2 separate regions of the Canis lupus genome follow, and region 2 is linked to region 1. A link is a contact called in public Hi-C data. All regions are on one chromosome and are shown on one strand. The core of a region is the stretch at or near the end of the contact, and the rest is flanking DNA. Distances in the headings are between cores, read along the strand shown. Region 1 holds the start of DMAC2L (ATP synthase subunit s, mitochondrial). Region 2 holds the start of MAP4K5 (mitogen-activated protein kinase kinase kinase kinase 5).

What was found. A called contact is a pair of places that touch in the nucleus more often than the background predicts.
Region 2: a contact with region 1 is called in a Hi-C map of blood, with 2.8 times the contacts expected there. The contact joins the promoter of MAP4K5 here to the promoter of DMAC2L in region 1. A contact is called at or near these places in 3 of 9 Hi-C or Micro-C datasets (amygdala and blood).

The regions. Positions count from the first base shown.
Region 1 is chr8:26,980,920-26,988,527 of UU_Cfam_GSD_1.0, forward strand. DMAC2L (ATP synthase subunit s, mitochondrial) reads left to right here and starts at 3,410. Exons shown (of 5, transcript XM_038544668.1): 1 at 3,410-3,522. It overlaps L2HGDH (L-2-hydroxyglutarate dehydrogenase, mitochondrial), which reads right to left and starts at 3,306. Exons shown (of 8, transcript XM_038544666.1): 1 at 3,132-3,306. The coding sequence starts at 3,271.
Region 2 is chr8:27,180,787-27,188,394 of UU_Cfam_GSD_1.0, forward strand. It overlaps MAP4K5 (mitogen-activated protein kinase kinase kinase kinase 5), which reads right to left and starts at 3,419. Exons shown (of 33, transcript XM_038544670.1): 1 at 3,291-3,419; 2 at 2,088-2,304. The coding sequence starts at 2,195. It overlaps ATL1 (atlastin-1), which reads left to right and starts at 2,975. Exons shown (of 14, transcript XM_038544676.1): 1 at 2,975-3,047.

The DNA of each region.
Region 1 (7,608 bases), core at 2,160-4,659:
AGTCACCTTTAAAGCATGTTTACTGTAGATCTCATCAAACTTCGTGTGCACAATTTTCATGATCAGTGGACGATCAAACTATTAATTTGTAATCATTAAAATCAAATATTTATTGGGCTTTATGCTATTGGCTTCTTAACAGAAAAGCCTTTAAGAATTACGGCATTGCTGGGTCAGTAGTATAACAGCTACACCCAGCAGGCAGGGCAGCAAGTTCCCCAAGCTGCTCTCAATCTCTAAATCTCCATAGCCCTCTGCCAGGACTGGCTGCATCTGCAGTTACTGTGTTAAGCATCACACTCTTCTCTACCATCTATTCACTTGAAACTCAAGTACAGGGGCACCTGGGTGGCTCAATCTGTGCTGCATCTGATTCTTGGTTTCCGAGGCTCAGGTCATGATTGTGGGTCATGAGATGAGCCCCCTCGCTCAGTAATGAGTCTGCTTGAGGATTCTTTCTCCTTCCCCATTTGCTCCTCCCCCTGCTTGTATGCACACACCCTCTCTCTCTTAAATGAATAAATAAAATCTTTAAAAGAAAAAGATTAAGAAGGGCATGTATAGTCTACCAATTCAGCAACAAGAAGCAGAAAAGATTACCTTTAGCACCTACCTCATGGCCAACAAATCTAGTTTGATAGGAACATGGCCAATCTTGCCTTTTCAATACCCCACCTATTTCATCTCCTTCCTGCACTAAATTATTTTGATGCAAATTCTAAACATCATTAAATATTTTAATATGTTATTTCTAAAAAGCCTCTTTAAAGCATGCACATAAACCAATATTCTAAATTTTTTAAATTTTACTTTTAGTTTTTTGTTGTTTTTTAATCTTAACTGGCTCCACACCCAAAGTGGACCTTGAACCACCCTGAGATCAAAAGTCACATGCTCTACCAACTAAACATGAATCTTTGCCATTAATTGAATTTAAATTAAAAATTAAAAATAAAAAAAATAAATCTTTACCATCGTATAACACACTCCACTCAAATCAGATAATTGCTTTAGGCCTTGATGGTGGCACAACTTCCTTTGTTCTGTGCTCACTCATATGCAGGAAAAACAGATCTTTGGGCTTATATCTTACCCAATTTGGGCCACATCATTGGTCTCCCACTCTTCCTCAGGCCATTCTTTGGATTGTTGAAGATGTTAAAGGATATAATGGTCCCTTTTTTAGTCCCAAATATGGACTCCACCCATCTCAAGTCTTTCTGTAAGGGAAATTCTAACATTCAGAACCTGGATCCCAGGTGCATGACTTCATGTTTTATACTTTCTTGGGAACCTCTGGTGTACTTTTCTTTTATAAATCAATGCTCAGTATTTCTCAATGGATATTCCTCTTATGGCCCTACATTAAAAAACATGCCTACAATGAAAAAAAATCAAGCATGTACTAACTAAACATGACTGAGCAACTACGCTGCTGGGCATCTATCTCAGAAAAATAAAAACCAATGTTCATACAAAAACCTGTACATAAGATGTTCACAGTAGCTTTACTCATAATAGTCCCAAATTATAAACAGTCCAGATGTTCTTCAAATGGTGAATGGTCAAACTGTAATACATCCATGCCATGGAACAACTAGAAGGAATCCACTGTCATTATAGGCAACATCTTGGATGAATCTCAAAGACATTATGCTGTGTGAAAAGAGCCAATCTCAAAAGGTTATATACTGTGTGGCTCTGCTTATACAACATGCTCAAAATGACAAAATCTTAGAGCTAGAGAATAGATTAGTGGTTGCCAAGGGTTAGGAAGGGTGGAGAGACGGGATGTGAATATAAAGGGATTTGGTAACACAAGAGATGTCTTTGTGGCAATGAAACATTTCTTTATTTGTGGTGGCAGTTACACAAATTAACATGATTAAATTGCATAGAATCACACACAAATGAGTGCATGTAAAAACCGATGAAATGTGAACAAGGTCTGTGGATTGTGCCAATGTCAATCTCCTAATTTTGATATTGTACTATAGTTAGGTAAGATCCTATCATTGGGGTAAATTGGCTGAAGGATGCATAAAATCTGGTGAGTTTTTTTTCAATTTCCTGTGGCTCTATAATTATTTCTTTTAACAACTATAAACAAAACCATCACTAATCCTACTTCTCTTCCCTTAAGAAAAGCAATCCCAAAATAATTGTCTACGTACCCCCTTCTATGACTCACAAATTCTATGCCACTCTAATCCACTAACTAAACCACTAACACACACAGCAACCAGTCAAATTTGGAAACCTCAACATTTAATCACTCCCTATTCTTTAAAAACCCTTTAAAAGGCTCCCAATGCTCTCAGAATAAAATTCACTATGTGGCTAAAATAAAATCCCTGCTGTGATGCAGCCTCTCTCCAGGGCCATTCCACACCACCTCTGTTCCACTAAGCTCTGGTCACGCTCAGCTCGTCCACCTTCCAGTTCTTGAACTAGCCAAGAGCTTTCCAGCTGTAAAGCCTCAGCATAAGCCGTTCCCTCTACAGAGAGCAGAGAAAGACAGTGGCTTCCAAACTTCAAATGGGATCTCCATATGGGAGAGATGGGATCTCCAAACTTCAAATCACAGGACACTTACTTGTGCAGGCTTTGATTAGCAACTGCACCGCTTCTCACAGGGGCAACTCTATGCAGTGGTTGCCAGGACCTGATGGGTTTAAGAACGGTTTCAGGCCTTTCGAGCAACACCGGGCAGGGATGCCAGCTAATAAACAGTATATTTGATCGCTTGGTGTGGTAGGGCCTTGAATCCTTAAAAGGACCACCTACAGGAGAGACTAGGCTCCGACTCACAATGGAGCCTTTAAGGAGCTTAAGTGACCCATCCAAGAACTGAACAGGAGGTGCAGGGACAGTATCCAAAACCAGAGCTGCTCTGGACCTCTCTACTCCACACCGCCTTACTCTTTTCATCCGGCACACAAACACAACGAATGAATCCTAGAAGGAAACTGCTGGGATCCGAGGCTGGGATCCCAGGCTCCACCGGATCCTGACCTTCTCTCACGCCCGGGAGAGGGAAGCAGAGCAAGGGCAGAGGTCCAGCAAGGGGCGCCTCAAGGAGAAGCAGCAGTAGTAGCACAGGCGACGAGGGCAGGCCAGCGGCTACTCACCGGGTGCTGGCTCTGCGGCCACCCTGGCACAGCGGCCAGGGCCTCCCCTGCGCCGGCCTGCGCGCCGCAGAGAAGCCCCCGGGGAAACCCCCGCGGGCCCGGCTGCAGGCTCCGCTCAGGTAACGCAGCGCCGGCACCATGGCCTGCGCCCCCTCCCCGGCCCTCCCCGGCCCTCCCCGGCCCTCCCTCGGCCTCCAGAGCCCGCCCCCGGAGCCGGACGCGGCAGAGCTCCCGGCGCCGCCTGGCCCCGCCTCCCACTCAAGGGCCAATCGAGCGCGCACCTTCGCCCCACGTGGGAGCGGCGCCAGTGGCCAATGAGCGCGCGCGGCGGAGGGCGAAGGGCAGGCCGGCGGCGCCGAGGACGCGGGGCGCGCTCGCCTCCTCCTGCGCTGTGAGTAGCGGAGCTGGGCCCTGAGCGAGGCGGCGGCGGGCGGGTGGCTGCGCTCCGCTCTGCGCTTTCCCTCTCCCGCTGTTGGGCTGGCGGGAAAGCTGGTCCGTCGACTCGCGCGTCCTCGGTCCTCGCCGCCCAGCGTCCTCGGGATTTGGGGAGAAGGTCTGGGCGTGACTGGGGTGACGGGCCCGGCGGCCTCCCCGCCAGGCCCCCCTAGGCCCCCCCCACCCCCCGCTAGCTGGAGGCCGGCTGCGGGCCGCGGGCCGCGGGCGGAGGCCCACCAGGGGCGGGGCCTGTCCCTCCCTAGCTCGGGGGCGGGACGGCCACGCCGGGCAGCCTGCAGCCTCCCGGACTTGTTTTTGAGCCGCTCCTGGCGGGGTCATTTCTTGGTGCTGTAAACAGCGAGCGTCTAGGAGAACCAGACGCGCGGTCTTCGCCGTCGTGTAACTGTCTGTTTCCTTATCTTAAACGCTGGGTGGAGACGGGGTTTTAAATATGCTGTGCGGGGCTGCGGACGCGCCTCCCTGGACCGCGCCCTTCACCCGGTGGTCCTATCCGTAAGGCGAGAGACGTGGGCTACGTAATCCCTAGACGACCTCCTGACCCTAAAGCTGTGTGATTCACCGTCACCGTGGCAGTTGAACACCTGTACTCTGTGCTTAGTGGCAGTTTTTGATTTTTAGGATCAGAACAGCTGAACACAGGGGCACCTGGGTGACTCAGTCGTTCAAGCGTCTGCCGTTGGCTCAGGTCATGATCCCGGGGTCCTGGGATCCAGCCCCACATGGGGGCTCCCCGCTCAGCGGGGCCCTGCTTTTCCTTCCCCCTCTCCCTCTGTCTGTAGCTCCCCCTGGTTGTGCTCTGTCGGTCAAATAAATACATAAAATTTAAAAATTAAAAAAAAAAAAACAGCTGAACAGAACAAAAATAGAATGTTAAAAACTTTATTGCTGGAAGGACTTTGAATTTGGTTCCAGCCCGTGGTCTGGTTGCTTGTGAATCTCATTTCACCTCTTTGCCTTAGTTCCTCCTCTGTGAACTAGGAGTAATAATGTCCCGCTTATAGGGCTGTTGTGTGGATTGCAGGAGATAAGGCTCATAGGTGTTTAGCACAGTGAAGTACAGTTGACTTTGAAGACCAAGGATTTGAACACTTAAAAGAGATATTTTTCAATAAGTCCCATACAGTAATACAAATGTATTTTCCTTGTGATTTTCTTAACATTTTTTCTCGTTTTTTTGTTTTGTTTTGTTTTGTTTTGTTTTTTAAAATTTTATCCATCCCTTCGTGAGAGATACATACAGAGAGAGACAGAGGCATAGGCAGAGGGAGAATCAGGCTTTCTGCGGGGAGCCCGATGAGGGACTCCATCCCAGAACTCCAGGATCACCTGAGCCAAAGGCAGAGGCTCAACCACTGAGCCACCCAGGTGTCCCTCTCTAGTTTACTTTATTATAATAATACAGTATATGATACATATAACATGCAAACTATGTGTTAACTATGTTATTAGGCTTCTAATCAAATGGGAAGCTGTGAGTAGTTAAATTTGAGAGTCAGAAGTTATATGCAGATTTTCAACCCCTGGAGTAGGGGGCGTTTTAATCCCTGTGTTTAAGGGTAAACTATACTGGATAAATGACTACTCTTATTATGTTTAAATAATTTTACTTTCTAGACAGTTGAATACTTTATTTATGAACACAAGGTAGAATGTTACCTGCTTTCCCCATTACAAATAAAAAAAGAGACGGTTGTTTGTTAAATTCATTTTTTTTTGTTTTGAGATCACTGTAGAGTCCTGCACAGCTATAAGGAACAATAGAGATCCTGGATATCCTTTACCCATTCTCCTCCAATGATAACATCTTGCAAAATTGTAGTGTAGTATGATAACTAGGAAATTGACATTGACACATTCCATTGATCTTATACACATTTCCCCAGTTTTACATTTGTGTATTTGGTTCTATGTAGGTTTTTTTTTTTTTTTTTTAAGGATTTTTAAAAATTTATCCATGGGAGGCAGAGACACAGGCAGAGGGAGAAGCAGGCTCCTCACAGGGAGCCTGACATGGGACTCCATCCTGGAACCCCAGGATCACACCCTGAGCCAAAGACAGGCCTTCAACCACTGAGCCACCCAGGTGTCCCTGATTCTACATAGTTTTTATCACATATGTAGATTGTCGTGTTGCCACCACAGTCAAGCTACAACACCCATCACCACAGGGATTCCTCCTGGTGCCCTTCTATAAATACACTTCATTCCTGCAAGGCACCCCTCCCCAGTCTATCTCCCTTTCTAAAATGTTGCCATTTTGAGCATGTTCTATAAACCGAATTACAAAGTATGTAAATTTTTGGATTAGCTTTTTTTTTTTCACTCAGCATAATCCCTTGAAATCCATCCAGATTGTTGCAAGTCTCAAGGGTTTATTCCTTATTGCTGAGTATAGTATTTCAAGGTATGAATATACCACAATAGGTTTAACCGTTCACCCTTCGAATGACAACTGAGTTCTAGTTTTAAGCTATTTGAAATAAAGCTGCTATGAACATCAGTATACTGCTTCTTGTGTGAACCTGTTTTTATTTACGTGGAATTAATGCCCGAGAGTCCAGTTGCTGGGTCATATAGGATAAGCACATGTTCAGCTTTGTAAAAAATTGCCAGACTGTTTTTACAAAGTGGCTGTGCCTTTATATGTCCTACCAGCAATGTTTGAGTAATCTAGTGTCTCCTTATCACCAGCAATTGGTGTTGTTACTATTTTTTATTTAACCATTCTGATAGGTAGGTAGTGGAGATGGTTATTTTTTTAGTTTGCACAAGATGTGGTGGATTTGTTATTAGGTTAAATACAGAATTATACATTTCTGTGGTCTGTGGTCAGACTTTCATGGGTCACTTGAACCGAAAGTAGTGACTTGTTTACCATATGATTTTGAGTACATGCTGCTTAGTTTAGCAAGGTGAAAAAACAATACACCTGCTCTTTGTATAAATTTTTTTTTCTGTTATCCCCTCGCCTAGGTTTGACTGTACATTAATTTGTTTCAATTAAGTGATTTCAAATCAAAAGCTCACCTTACATTCATACACCCCATGATGTCTTTAGTATGACATCTGTATTCATGTCCCTACCCTCAGCTGAATAGTCATGTTCATTTTCCATCTGTGTCAGAACCCATAAGGTGTTACTTCAATGAGCCCCCTGTGATGCTGGCCTAGGAATGACTTTGGGGAACTTTGTTTCCAATTCCTCAATTCCTAATGAATTCTTTAGTTCTATTTCACTAGACTTTACATACCTCAGGAATAAGAATTGGCATCAATATTGAGTAATCTGCAGTGAGGTGGGGCTATAATTTGGGGAAAGACTTTCCCAATTCCAATAACACCCCACCCCTCCAAATTTTATTTACCCTCAAAAACTAGTCCCCCCCCCCTTTTTTAAAAGATTTTATTTATTCATGAAAGACAGAGGCAGAGACATAGGCAGAGGGAGAAGCAGGCTTCATGCAGGGAGCCTGATGTGGGACTTGGATTCGGGACTCCAGGATCATGCCCTGAGCCAATGACAGAAAGTCAAACCCTGAGCCACACAGGCATCCCCAAAAACTAGTTCTTTAGTTCAGTCTTTTGACCCATTTAGCCATCACTTTGAATAGCCCTGATAAGTAAAAACAGAACTTCCACTTAAACAAAACAAAAAAAAAAAAACTTACTCTTTTTATGCAAATAGGGGAACTCTCAACCAAACCTACTCAGAGACATTTTGTGTATATACTATTTTGAATTAAACCTTAGAAGTCTGGCCTCCTCTAAGTAACAAGCAAAATTGTAATTTTTAGAAATGTGCTCCAAGCCAGGTTCTGATAGTAATGAAGGAGCTTTTTAAAATGATTTTAGGGGCGGCCCTGGAGGCTCAGCGGTTTAGTGCCGCCTTTGGCCCAGGGCCTGATCCTGGAGTCCCAGGATCGAGTCCCACATCAGGCTCCCTGCATGGAGCCTGCTTCTCCCTCTGCCTGTGTCTCTGCCTCTCTCTCTTTCTCTGTGTCTCTCATGAATAAATAAATAA
Region 2 (7,608 bases), core at 2,169-4,668, 200 kb after region 1:
AACAAAGACCCAAAGGTAGGAAGATGCTTCTTATGTTTAAGGAAGAGAAAACAGACCAGTGTGGCTAGAACAGAATGAAGATGGTAAAGAGTAATAGATGAAGAGGGAGAGATAAGAGGAACAGCTGGGGCTTCCTGGAGGAGCTTGTGAGGAAGGTTTTCAAGGACAGGTAAGAGAGGTAACATTTGAAAGGGGGGTGGGAGGTGATTCCAGGTAATTAGAACAAAGGAAAACAAAAGATAAGGAACCAGGATATTGAGGATGTTTAGGAATCAGAGACTAGCCAGGAGTGGAATCAGTATACATATGTAAGTGCGAGGAAGCATGAATGTGGTGAGTAAGGAGATGGGGGGGAGGGGCGGTGAAGATGATGTATGATAAATATTCAGTCATTGATCCTCTCTTTAAGAGATGCGGAAGAGAGATGAGGCAGGGAGGTACCCCCTTTGCTTTTCCTGGCAAGAATAAATCCTGTTACAGAGAATTGCTGTAGTCATTATATTTATAATAATAATAATAATAAAGGTGATCTTGAAATTTTTGTGAAGAAAACATGTTAAATTTTCTTGTAGTAGGAAGAAAAAATATGTAAGAACTGGAATTTAGACTATTTCATTAACATGAACTGAATTGCACTGATCTAATACATAGTGACTCATAAGATGAAAATGACTAAAAAGTAGGAATGAGAAGACAAAATAAGAATTTCAATTTTTTAAAGAGCATTCCACAAAAGGGCTAATCCATGGCTAAACAATGCAGAGTTAATTACCTCTAATTCTACATAAAGAGGATTCTGTTATTTTTATCCACTTTGAATTCAAAGGTATTCACAACAGGGCAAGAATTGGGACTTTCCTCACAGTTCAAAACCCCATTCCTGTAACAGTGCCTAGCATAGAAGACTCAAATGTCCTTTTAATGAATAAAAAGCCTACCCATCACAGTCCATCTCAGTAAAATGACACAGTGCTAGAATTGTCATGTACTACTTCGAATCATTATTACTAATAGAACAATAAAAGCAAAAAAGGAGCTGAAAGGCAATGTTTTCTTTACATTCTACCATCTGTGCAATAAAATGACATACCCCAGAAGAGTCTACGGTAAATTACCCATATGACAGAAGACCATTTAAGCTATACATGCAGGAGCGTTGCTTGGAATAATGAGATATATATATTAAATCTAATGAGGAAAGCTGTTGCAAAAATCAAAGGAAATTTCCCTTAATATATCCATATGAGTTACATTAATGCTTCTCTTGAAATAGAAAAAACAAAAAGCATAAACCAATCTGAAGCGATCTCTTTCCTTTTAATCCTTCAAGAACCCAGTGGATTTATGGAATTGTTTGCTTCTCTATAATTCTTCTTTAATATTAAATTAACAGTACCTCACCCTCTCATTTGTCGCAAATAATGCCAGGGAACACAATTAAAAAGACAACAGCTCTTATCCCCTCTCCGGTCATGGAATGTTCTAAATCCCTGAGAGAGGAACTGCTAAAGTAGGGGGAAAAAAAACCCAAACAAACCACCAAATACAAATGATGAAACATCTGCCAGGAAAAGCAGAATCCTACATAGGATAATGTTTATGCACACATCATTTTGATTGGTATTAGACCGTTTACAGTGAAAACTGACAGATCTGGTTTCATTATGACTTTTAAAACTCAAGCTCAACCAGGTAAGAGTTTTTTTTTTTCTTTAAACGCAAACGCCTCGTGTCAATATTCTTTCTCACCTACTGTCTTTGATGCAGCATTTTTCCTTGCTGAGACTGGCACGTCCTCAAGTGCAACTCCTAGAAGCAGACTCGAACTCCCCCTCGATACCACAAACAAACGTAAGAAGCCTTCCTAGCACACACAGAAGTACAACAGTGGTTTTGCAAAGGTCTGGTTAGTTCTGCGTGTTGGCAGCGATCAGAGCAAGGAATGAAAATAAGGTGCTCTGAGCGGAGTAAAAAGGAAGCCTGGCCGCTTCATCCCCACGATGCGACAATAAAAGCATCCTCCCCACGCCTCACACTCGGCCGGGAAAGCGGCGCGGCGCGGCCCGGCCCGGCCCGGCCCGACTCACCTTGTAGACGTCCCCGTAGGTGCCACTGCCGACCCTCTGGACGAGCTCGTAGTCCTGCTGCGGGTTCCGCCTCAGGATGTCCGCGGCAGGCCGCAGCGGGGCCTCCATCTTCGCTCAGGGCCCGGCCCCCGCCGGCTCTGCCCCCGGCGCCCCGAGTCCCGCTAACGAGGATGAGCGGCGCCGCTTCCCAACATGGAGCCTCTGCCCGCAGCTCCGCCTGCACGAGGGACGAGCAGAGGCTGCAACCCCGGGCGGCCCGGCCCCTTCCCTTCCGCCCCGCCGGGGAGCGCGGACGAGCGGGCCTGGAAGGGTCCCCGGCGCCCCCTAGTCCCGTCCCGGGCGCGGCCCTTCCCCCTCCCGGCCGTCCGCGAACAGCCCGCCGGCCTCCCCGCCCGCCGGGGCCTGGGGCCGGCTCGGTACCCGAGGGGGGCGGCCCCGCTCTTTGTTGAGCGCGGAGCCAGGGACCTACTTCCACGCCGGCGCCCGCGTCCCGCGTCCCGCGACCCGCGACCCGGCGCCCGCTGCCGCTGCGGACCCTGCGCCGCCGCCGCCGCCGCCCCGCACGTCCGCTCGCAGGCGGCGGAGGCGCGTACCGCCGTCGCCGCCGCCGCCGCCGCCGCCGCCGCCGCCGCCGCCGCCGCCGCCGCCGCACCACGTCCCCCACCCGGGGCTGCGTCACCGGGTGAAACGTTCCCGGCCAGCGTGGGTCGGCGCCCAGCGGCCCGCCCGAGCGCGCCGGCCGCGGGACCAGAGTGCCGCCCTGAGGCCTGGTCGGGACACGACAGCCTCCCGGCCGCCAGGCCACCGCGCCCCCCCCCGGCCGGGGCGCGTCCTTCCTCCGCCCAGGCTGCGCTCCCCGCTGAGGTGACGGACGCCCCCCACCCCCACCCCCACCCCCACCCCGGGCGGGCCTTCGCGAGCCTACCGGCCTCCGCTAAACCGCCCCCCCAGATTCGCCAGGTAAATTTGGAGGGTGACGGGTAGAGGGGGGAAGGGTGGGCGCGAGGGCAGCCTCTCCAGGCCAACACGGAAAAGGTAGGTAGGCTGAGGGCACTGGGCCAGAAGTCACCTGGCCGCGGGGGCCGGGGAAGGAGGTCGCGGGAGTGCCGGCCTGGCCGCGCCGCGGCACACCCTACCACTGCACCTTCCTGTTTTGCAAATCATTCCCGGTGGTACCAGTTTGAGGCTGCACTACACACCTACCTGCACAACCTGTCTTCTCCTGAGTTTTTCCACGACATTTCCGAAAGCCTGAATTCCCAGGAAGCCTCAGTGGCCTTTATCCCTGTTGGCGATACACGCTATGCCTCATGGCGGGACTGCGCCTTGCATGGGATCCGGAGTTCTGCAGAAGATAAAAACAAAAGCAGAGACCACAACCTGCTTCTGGCTCTACCACCTCCTCAGTAGGTGATCTGGGGCAGCACATCATATTTGGCGATATCTCAGGGTCGTTATCTGCTGCTTTTGGGGTTAAGGTTTTGTATCTGGCACACCCCCCCCCCAAAAAAAAGTGTTTATAAGGCGTCTTACAGAATTATAGAGAGGGTTAATCCATATAAGAGGTCATAAACTACTTCACAGTGCACAGAGTATGGAAACAGGAGTTCGAGGAAGTCATTGGGCTGATGTTTCACAAGCTGTTTTGCAATTTCAGTTCCAGTCCTGTTCGTTCTGAAGGTAGAAATAAAGTTGCCAGATTTATGTATTTCAGTAGAAATACATAAAAGATATTTCAGTAGAGGTTTCGAACAGAAAAGCCAGATAATGCTCAGCCAATGCGTTTAGTAACTGAAAAATCAGGAAAGAGCAAGTTGCGGATGTTGGCTTGTGAGTTTGAGCATCCAATTCAATTCCGTTCTTGGGCGATATACTCCTTGTTGGTGATCATTGTAATTAATTGTATAATGTAGAAATTAAATTTACACCTTAACAGGACGAGGAATATATGTATTTTCTTGTGCTCCCTGCACAAAAGGCACTTATTTAGCGAACATAAGTAAGCTCAGACTTACATGCTCTATGGACAAAGCCTATGTGTTTGCTGCATTGAAAAAATTGTTGAAGAACAGTTCCTTCTTTCAAAGCTTCTTGGCACTTGTTTTGGTGGGCACATACTTTTGGCTTCAATGACTCAAAATCTTTTCAAATGTTCTATTGGTATCCTAGTACTTGTTTACAGTCATAAATTCTTTTTTTTCTTCCTTTGACCCTATGAGCATTGATCCTTTTTCTAGTCTGGAGTTTATTCTTACGTATTTATACTTGCATTATTCCAGAGAATTTGAGGCAGCATACAGAAAATACATACTATTACACAAGATAAAAATAGGTAAATGAAGAAATAGGTATGATGTTAAAGAGAGGGAAAAGAGGATACTAGAGCAATGCAGCAAATTTGCCAAAGCAGCGGGGTTTTATAGTGTTTTTGAGATCACAGTGAAGCAGTTGATCAAGAGAGGCACATCTTGTCCTACTACGAAGACTTTAGAGAATTTTACCTCATGAGCCTTCATAAAGTGGAAACGCTGAACTCCCAATTTGAAACAAGGGTAAGTGTCTGATAATCCTTCAAGCATGTTATTCTTGAAGCACAATGTTTGATACGAATTGAGTAATAAAAAGTTTGAGGTCATAGGCTTCAACAAGACTCTGGAGTGCAGATATTTTTATGTTGCCAGCAATGGCAGATCCATATGCTTTGACTATCAATTCAGAGGCGGATAGCATGGAAAAAGTTGAAATTTTACATGGTGATTTAAAAATATGTCTGCTATAATCATTACTTGTACTGCCATTGATGCAAAGAGGAAAACATTTGTTTTATTCTAACTCCAAAAGAATCTTATTTAAAAATATTTTTTAAAAATACTGGTTGAGTTCATTTAAACAAGATCAGTGAAATCATAGCTGGTGAGTTAAATATTACATGGTTGGTAGAGAAATTCAAGTTTAATATCCATAAAATAAACATTTGGCACATAAATTTAATTTTACATTCTAAACAATTAAGCACAGAGCTTTCAATAATATAATGTAATAATAATAATTTTAAAATTGTAGCTAGCAGTTTCTTACAAACTGCTGAATGTTATAACAAAGTATGGAATAAGAATACGTATAACTTGATAAGCCCTTTATCTCTGCCTCATTATCATATATTCTTTGTGTCTTCATAATATCTGACATGTAAAATATCTTCCAGGTTTTACTCTCATCTACATAACAACCTGTAATGGTTTGCTCTGTGTTTTGTAGTGTTTTTCCATTCTGTCACAGTTCTTTAGTAAAATGCTAATTGTAATCTGTGGCTCCTGGTTTCTTCAGCCAAGGCTGAATAAAAAAAAAAAAAAAAACTGGGAACATAAAATTTTTAACTTCTACCTAGGTAAGGTTTGCAACTAATTATCCAAGATAGAAAGCCTTATCAAAACTCAAGTGTGACAGAACAGAGCATGAGGACATTAAGTTTTGTGTATGGAACATGTAGGCTTAACCTGTATAATCTCCTGATGAACCTTCTGGCATAAACTAGTTGCAAAATGTAACACTGTGTGATTGAGTTTATTGCTCCATGGATTTGTTAGATATAATTAAATTTTGGAAGACATCTTCTGCCACAGTTATGATTTAGATTTTCAAATAGTTCAGCTATTCTTTCTGTTACTAATTAGAGTCGTCTATTGAGGGAAGAATCATGTTTTTGAAGAATAGAAGAGCTCTATTTTGTTCTGGACAGCAGTAGACCATGTATCTCATTCAGAATCAGTATCAAGTCAGTATGAGGGGAGTTTTAAAAAAGAAGTGTTGGGGGTACCTGGTTGGCTAGATCAGTGGAGCGTGTGACTCTTGATCTCAGGGTTGTAGGTTTGAGCCTACATTGGGTGTAGAGATTACTTAAAATCGTTTTAAATTATAAAAACAAAAACTTAAAAAATAAAAAAAGAACAGTTGCATATTCCTTTTTTTATCCAGCTTGAAATGATCATCTGATATGTTAAAATTAACCTTGATTCCCAGGATGGATTTTAGGTTTTTATCAGGATTGGTAGCAGGGTTCCTGTATTTGGCTCACAACTTGATCCCGTCTGCAAATTCAGTAACTAAGAAAAAATGTAAGTTATAAATAATCTTGCGTTGTTCCTTGATTTCCTCACAGTATAATAAGTATAACATTCAGAAGGGATGCTTAAAGTTTGCTTACACCTCATATAAACTAATGTTTCAAGAAGCCCTAATGGTCAGAAGAGACCACAATGCCTCACTGTGGCCCTATCCTATACCTCTACCACTCTTACAGTGTTCTAACTAGCTCTTTTTTTCCTTGCCCCTTTAAGATGAGTATAATAACGGCATTCCACTGTTTCTAGTCTCAGGGTGTTTCACTATCCCTTATTAGTTCCTTAAACCCTGTTCTCATTTTTAAAAATAGTCCTTTCATTAGATTCTCTCTTTGTGCTGTATCTTTCTTGCCAGAACCGTGATTAATAGTTACAGGTATTAGAAGAAACCTCAGGAAAGAAACCCTTGCTTTGTGGGATGGTATTACTCACATAATCTGGTGACTACCTATATAAACTTCTTGCCATGGAAAATGAAACAAGGGTGTCACAATTACTGAAATAACCATCAATAGTGACAGGAGATGGAGGGCGCAGCAATGGAAGGCCAATATCTAGCACTTAGCTGCTTTGGTAGTGATGATCACTAAAATCATGCTGTCACTTGCTCTGATTGCCTCTGAGAGAATACTTGGGGGAAAAAAAAAAAAGACAAATGGCCTGAGTTCCAAACTGAAGGCATGAGTAGAAAATCCAAAAGCTTCTTTGACAGCTTCAAAGAAACCTATTTCTCATGTAGCTGAAGGGGAAATAATGGCTGAGAATCAAGCCCATAGCTGAATAGTAAAGGCTCTTGAGTTGCAATAGTATTTAAATGTGAGACCTAGATCTGTTATGCCAAAGTAAGAGCTCTGGTATAGAAGTACTGGGATCCTGCAACAAGGATGGGGGCATTTGGGTAGATATAAATGACACTGAGAACTTTGAACAAGAGTAATGTTTCAGATAAGTGATAGACATTAAGAAGTGCACTTGTGATGAGCACCAGGTGATGTATGGAAGTGTTGAATCACTATACTGTACACCTGAAACTAATATGACACTGTATGTTAACTAACTGGAATTTAAATAAAAACTTTAAAAAGCAGAGAGATTTTAGCATAGCCCTGATGGAAAAGGACAAGACCTGTTCTTGGAGAAGAAAACTTTTGCACTGCTGGAATTACAGGGTCTTGCCAAATACCTGTGATTCAGGTTGACTTGAGCAGTGGTAGTCTTTCTGAATTGGCTATTTGAAGTTGGTAGTCTCTATGCTGAGATGCAAGAACTTCCAAGACATACTGTAGAGGAAGGAATCTGAAGATTCACGGAGATGGGAATGTTGAACTTGCCCTTTTATATGCATCTGGCTTAGTAATGCTCTATCCATACCATCCCTATAAGGGCCTATAATATCTGCC